Regions from separate parts of the Salmo salar genome. Here region 1 is linked to region 2. The links are chromatin contacts, called in public Hi-C maps. All regions are on one chromosome and are shown on one strand. Each heading gives the region's core, a stretch centred on a gene start, on an enhancer-like site or on the middle of the called end of the contact. The rest is flanking DNA. Distances are from core to core; before and after follow the strand shown.

Region 1 (3,292 bases), core at 184-2,683, 37 kb after region 2:
TTCCCTCAGGCCACTACTCAACTAACACATATATACAATACAAAATACATGTGTACGTGTGTGTAGAGCGTGTCTTATCATGTGTATGTGTGTCTATGCCTGTGTGTGTGTGTGTCTCTTCATGGTCCCCGCTGTTCCATAAGGTGAATTTTTATCTGTTTTGTATATCTGATTCTACTGCTTGCATCAGTTACCTGATTTTGAATAGAGATCCATGTAGTCATGGCTCTATGCAGTCTGTTCTTGACTTGGGGATTGTGAAGTGATCTCTGGTGGCATGTCTTGTGGGGTATGCATGGGTGTCCGAGCTGTATGCTAGTAGTTTAAACAGACACCTCCGTGCATTCAGCATGTCAACACTTTTTATATAAACAAGTACTGAAGTTTACATAAGAAGTCAATCTCTCCTCCACTTTGAGCCATGAGAGATTTACATGCATATTATTAATGTTAGCTCTCCATGTACATTTAAGGGCCAGCCATGTTGCCCTGTTCTGAGCCAATTGTCATTTTCAGAGGTCCCTCTTTGTGGCACCTGACCACACCACTGAACAGTAGTCCAGGATCGACAAAACTAGGGCCTGTAGGACCTGCCTTGTTGATAGTGTCGTTAAAAAGGCAGAGCAGCGCTTATTATGGACAGACTTCTCCTCAACCTAGCTACTGTTGTATCAACATGTTTTTACCATGACAGTTTACAATCCAGGGTTACTCCATTCAGTTTAGTTACCTCAACTTGCTCAATTTCCACATTATTTATTACAAGATTTAGTTGAGCTTTAGGGTTTAGTGAGTGATTTGTCCCAAATACAATGCTATTAGTTTTTGAAATATTTAGGACTAACTTATTCCTTGCCACCCATTCTGAAACCAACTGCAGCTCTTTGTTTAGTGTTGCATTGATTTCACTTGCTTTAGTAGCTGACGTGTATAGTGTTGAGTCATCCGCATACATTGACACTCTGGCTTTACTCAAAGCCAGTGGCATGTTATTAGTTAAGATTGAAAAAAGTAAGGGGCCTAAACAGCTGCCCTGGGGAATTCCTGATTCTACCTGGATTATGTTGGAGAGGCTTCCATTAAAGAACACTTTCTGTGTTCTGTTAGACAGGTAACTGTTTATCCCCAATATAGCATGGTTTGTAAAGCCATAACACACGTTTTTCCATCAGCAGACTATGATCAATAATGTCAAAATCCGCACTGAAGTCTAACAAAACGTCTCCCACAATCTTTTTATCATCAATTCCTCTATACCTAAATGACTGTCCATCAGCCCTTTTCTTTTGAGTCTGCTGTGTAAGAAAGAAAGGGAGTCATGGTGGAAGAGAACTGGAAGCGTGATGGAAGGAGAAGAGGAGGTAGAGTGGGGTTAGAGCGGCTAGGCCTGCCCATGACATAGCTTCAGCATGAGTGCATGCTTCCTGGCTGGTGTCCAAAATGAAACTGTGGCTGCATCTGGTTCTAATCCCCTGCTCTCGTTCTCCTCCGCTCCGCCCTCTCCCACATACAAAGACAAACAGAGACAATTCCAACTGCAACAGATGACGTGGAAACAGAGGGATTCATCTGCACAAACTGATTTTGAGGCTGTAAATCACAAACTTATTACAACTGGATAATTTCTGCTAATTAGTCTATTCTGTCCTAACATGATAACTTCTACATTTTACATTTACATTTTAGTCATTTAGCAGACGCTCTTATCCAGAGCGACTTACAGTAGCGACTTTCTATAGTTCACATTGAAATTACAAAGGTATGACCACTGTCTTCCAACATGCAGTCATTCCCAAAACCCTGAATTCATATGACAACTTTTTAACTGTGTTTTCATAAGGAAGACTTTCAATATGTTGAGTGAATACTTTCCTAAATATCTAAACAGATTTAAACTTCTCTTTTCTCTCTTGTGCCTATTTTGAGTGCACCTCAAGTCCCCAGGAATGATCAGTCTTAAGGGATTGAGGGGGGCTCCCAGCAATAACGACATGTGTTGGAACACCTTGGTGGTCCTGCTGGGTTTACATGACAAGGGGATAGGCATAGGCTTGTCTCTCTCTCTCATATACCAAATCAAAGAGAAGTACTCATTCTTCCCAGGCTTAGGGTGTGTTCTCCGCACATCACCCAGTTTTAGATTGTAGACCAGATGGATCCAGAGCCAGTCACAATGCAGAGGTGGAGCTTGTGTTAAATAGGTTCTCTTTTCCCCTTTTTCTTTGTCAAACGTTGGTGAATGAACATAGATGTCTTCCACGTGTGCATTACTGTAGGACTGTAGGACGTGTAAAAGACTGCACTTTCTTTTTCTGCATTGTGTCCCGCCAGACCAAACCAAGCAAAGTTAACTCCTGACTAACTCAACCAGCTGTTTGTGAAATCATGTAGAGTATCAGTTTTAGTGAAGGGGTTAGGACGACATCTTAAATGGCAAACAGGATGGTCATAATTGAACACCATGGGTTCTATCTGTCATTGTTTCATACATTAAACTTGGGATACATCTGTTATCCCTAAATTCGAGTTCAGAAATAAATTGACATGTGTTGGATCATCCTACAATACGACCATGGAGGAAGAAGAGAGTTAGAAGTTGGATGGTAACCTATGGAAACACAGCTGGCATGATAATAAAGGATCTATCTGTGGCATCATGTGATTGAGGGGGATAGAGACAGATACTGAGAGCACAATACTCATTTGCTATCATACTGTAATCATTGCTCTTTATCTCCAGGGTGGGGTCTGTCTGCTGTCTCAGACAATCTGAACCAGACTATTTTGTAACATATATTTAACTGTTATTAAACCAAACCATTTTTTATCTATTATTTAATCAGGAAGTCTCCTGAAGGGGGGAAGGGAGAGCAGAGGTTAACGGGGTGGAGAATAGGATCCAGCTGCTTCAGGTCATGGAGAGAGGGAGAAGGAGACAGAGAGAAGGAGACAGGCAGAAGGAGACAGAGAGAAGGAGACAGGCAGAAGGAGAGAGACAGAGAGAGACAGAGAGAAGGAGAGAGACAGAGAGAAGGAGAGAGAGAGAAGGAGACAGAGAGAAGGAGACAGGCAGAAGGAGAGAGACAGAGAGAGACAGAGAGAAGGAGAGAGAGAAGGAGAGAGACAGAGAGAAGGAAAGAGAGAGAAGGAGAGAGAGAAGGAGAGAGACAGAGAGAGACAGAGGAGTGTGGAGAGAAGAGGACAGGCCCTGACTGGTGCTGCTGCAGCCTGGAGAGAGACACACATTACACTTTCTCTCTCACTTTCTCACTTCTCCCTCTCTCTTTCTCAC
Region 2 (3,180 bases), core at 168-2,667:
ACCTACAGGACAGTAGATCTCCAGGAAGATGATTGGACTGAAAACCTACAGGACAGTAGATCTCCAGGAAGAGAGTTGGGCAGCCCTGATGTATAGCAACTTGATTTTGAGGAGTCTAAATTACTACATTTTGGTCTAAATTTTGAAGAACTATTATCTTATGTTGCTTGTTATGATCTAGGCGTTTCCTGTTTAGGCCTCAGTGGTGTCCTCATTATGATGCGGCATAACAACCCGTTCCTCTACATTTGGTCCCGTCCTGCTGATGGAGTGGCATCGCACCTCCTCTAAAATACTGCGTTGTAATGTCCTTACGTGGCCGCTAGATAGCGCAGTTGGACACTTAAAAGAATATCATCATGGAAAATATTGTTTTAACTTATATTACTTGTATATACAACGCAAATGTCATTTGTTTTACTTGAAAATAATGCTCTTAATTCTTATAATACTAATATTAACTATGTTTAAATGAAATAGCTCTAAACCTCAATACACAAGACCTTCTCTTTCACAAGGCCTAACAAATAGGTCATAGCTTGCACTAAGTTACTCAAGAATATGTCCAAATAATTTTGGGATCGAAAATCTATACTTTTGTAAAGATCTATATGTATTTCTATAGAAAATATATCTAGGAGGGTTGATGCCAAAGGGGATGCTGTCAAATTGCCCACCAGGGGGCGACGTTTCAATTCCCTATAATAAAAGTTCATTCCCTGGACTCTGAACAGTATGTACAACGCCCCAAACTTTTCATCCTAGGCGTTTACAGAGACATTCCAATTGTAGTCTAGATGTTCGCAGTTCCATTGTTCTAAAATCTATTCAAAGCCACTACATTAACAACTTTAAACGATTCTTTCAAGGCTGTGATAACGTTTTTTCATCAGTGCGTTTCTCTGAGACTAATCAATTGGCAATTGTATCCACGGAAAAAGAATGAAGAATCCACCGAAATGACCAGGATCCGTTCGGTTTTATACAGCCAGGGGGAAGCCCTCAAAATAACTTTTAGTGGTCCTCTGGTTATTTCCAAGTAAGTTCCATATAAAAGCCAAGCATAAGCGCTGTAAGGTCCTCCTGAACTCTTAAAACAGGACAAAAATCCTCGGTAAAAGACAAAAACATATCAAACTTACATTGGCATGATGCTAGAAATGAAGTTACTGCAAGCAGCAACAGAATCCGGTTATCCACAAAGCTGAGCATGTCTAAGCAGACATGCAGACTCCTTGTGCTGCAGTGCCCTGTTTAACTACTTCAAGCAGGCATACAGTTGTGGTGACTAGAGTAACTCCAAGATTGGAAACCTGCTGCCGTGATGCTAGAATAATACAGACCAATCAGTCCTATTTATATGGCAGGAGGTTCCTTTGTCTGCGTGTCAACAGTCAGCCCTCGGACCAATAGGAGAAGTGAAATCTTATACGACTCCCATCCCATCCATCCCCAATAAGTCATGTGGTCCTACATCTCCAGCCTTCTCTCAGAAACGTTGGCATTACTTTGTCGATGATGACGAGTGCATCGTTTTAATTAGATCCATTCTTGAGGACGTGGACAATGTAGACGTTTAAAAAGGAGTAAGACCTTTTTTTTCTCAGACTTTTTGTAAGGTGGTTCATCACACTGGACGTGTAGCCGAGAAAGAAGGGGTAGTTCAGTACGCCGGAGCTTGGTGAGGGCACGTTGGCCATCCGACTGTCATCTTGCGCTTTGCCCGGGTCGGGTCTGAAGCGTAGGCCAAATCTGTCCAGTGCGGTGCGCGCAGGAATGCGCCCTGCATCTCTGTCGGTCGGATTGAAATAAGAAAATGCCATACAGGCAGAGGATGGAGGAGATTTTTCTGTTTGTAAAAATCAGCACATTTTTTCATTGACTATTTGTTCTCCAAGTTTGACTTTTTAAGCGTGTATTTAGCCTATATTTACCCCCAAGCTTTACGCATTATCACTATTCACTGTTTTGCACAATCATTTCACTGACTTCACACACAGGCCTCTCCCTGCCTGTCGACATTGTAAAGCTTCTAAAATTTCAAAGTGAGTCCTAACTAATATAAAGAAAGCATTTTTCATTCATCAAGACAAACATTTGTTATATTTATCTGAGTGAATAAAATCACAGGTTTAATGACAGATCATCCCTCAAGCAACATACAGTATAAGATATGGGTGTTTTGGTATAAATTATAGCACAGCTGTAGGCTACATTCATTGATGGTGATGGTGGATCCCGTGTTCAAAGGGAACTATATTCTGGAAAAGCCTGTGCATTGTCATGGAATGCAATGGAGGTATTCTACCGCCTGGACTGATCACACAAAAGACAGGTGAGAGAGATCTGATTTCAGATTCTCTCCCTCCCTCCCCAATCCGCTCTTACCTGGCCACATGACCAGACATGTTGGCAGTCACACTACTACCACACTAATGCTTCCCTAATGCTATCTCTACCTCTCACAGTCACATGGACCCTTTTTATTTGGACTGCACATTTAAGAGTTTGATATGATCATACATTCAAAAGTAAATGTAATGCTTACTACAACAGCCTATTAGAAAATGATATCTTTACCACATCAAAGTGTAAATATAATTGATGGAGGCAGTTGTAAAGTAAAATGGACTTAGTTTAATATATACTGATCAGAAATATAAACACAACATGCAACAATTTCAGTTCATATAAGGAAATCTGTTAATTGAAATAAATTCATTAGGCCCTAATCTATGGATTTCACATGACTGGGCAGAGGTGCAGCCATGGGTGGGCCTGGGAGGGCATAGGCACACCCACTTGGGAGCCAGGCCCAGCCAATCAGAACAGGTTTTTCCCCACCAAAGGGCTTCATTAAAGACAGAAATACTCCTCAGTTTCATCAGATGTCTGGGTGGCTGGTCTCAGACGATCCCGCAGGTGAATAAGCCGTATGTGGAGGTCCTGGGCTGGTGTCATTACACGTGGTCTGTAGTTGGGAGGCCAGTTGGATGTACTGCCAAATTCTCTAAAACAACATTGTAGGCGGCTTATGGTAGAGAAATGAACATTAAATTCTATGTCAACAGCTCTGATGGACATTCCTGCAGTAAACATACCAATTGCATGCTCCCTCAACATTTTACAGTGACCTTTTATTGTCCCCAGCACAAGGTGCACCTGTGTAATGACCATGCT

Evidence for each region. Hi-C and Micro-C count contacts between places; a contact is called where the count stands out from the background.
Region 1: a Hi-C map of muscle shows a contact between it and region 2, with 2.4 times the contacts expected there. The contact joins the enhancer-like site here to the promoter of LOC106588939 in region 2. A contact is called at or near these places in 2 of 3 Hi-C or Micro-C datasets (gill and muscle).

The regions. Positions count from the first base shown.
Region 1 is chrssa27:30,821,433-30,824,724 of Ssal_v3.1, forward strand. No RefSeq gene overlaps it. Among protein-coding and RNA genes, the nearest start is that of trnav-uac, 34 kb to the left of the region's middle. Within about 2 kb of position 1,434, at least 1 of the 13 cell types and tissues checked has an H3K27ac peak or open chromatin away from gene starts, as enhancers often do. A contact at or near this core is called in muscle, where this site is marked.
Region 2 is chrssa27:30,784,942-30,788,121 of Ssal_v3.1, forward strand. It overlaps LOC106588939 (collagen alpha-2(I) chain), which reads right to left and starts at 1,418. Exons shown (of 49, transcript XM_014178511.2): 1 at 1,143-1,418. The coding sequence starts at 1,212.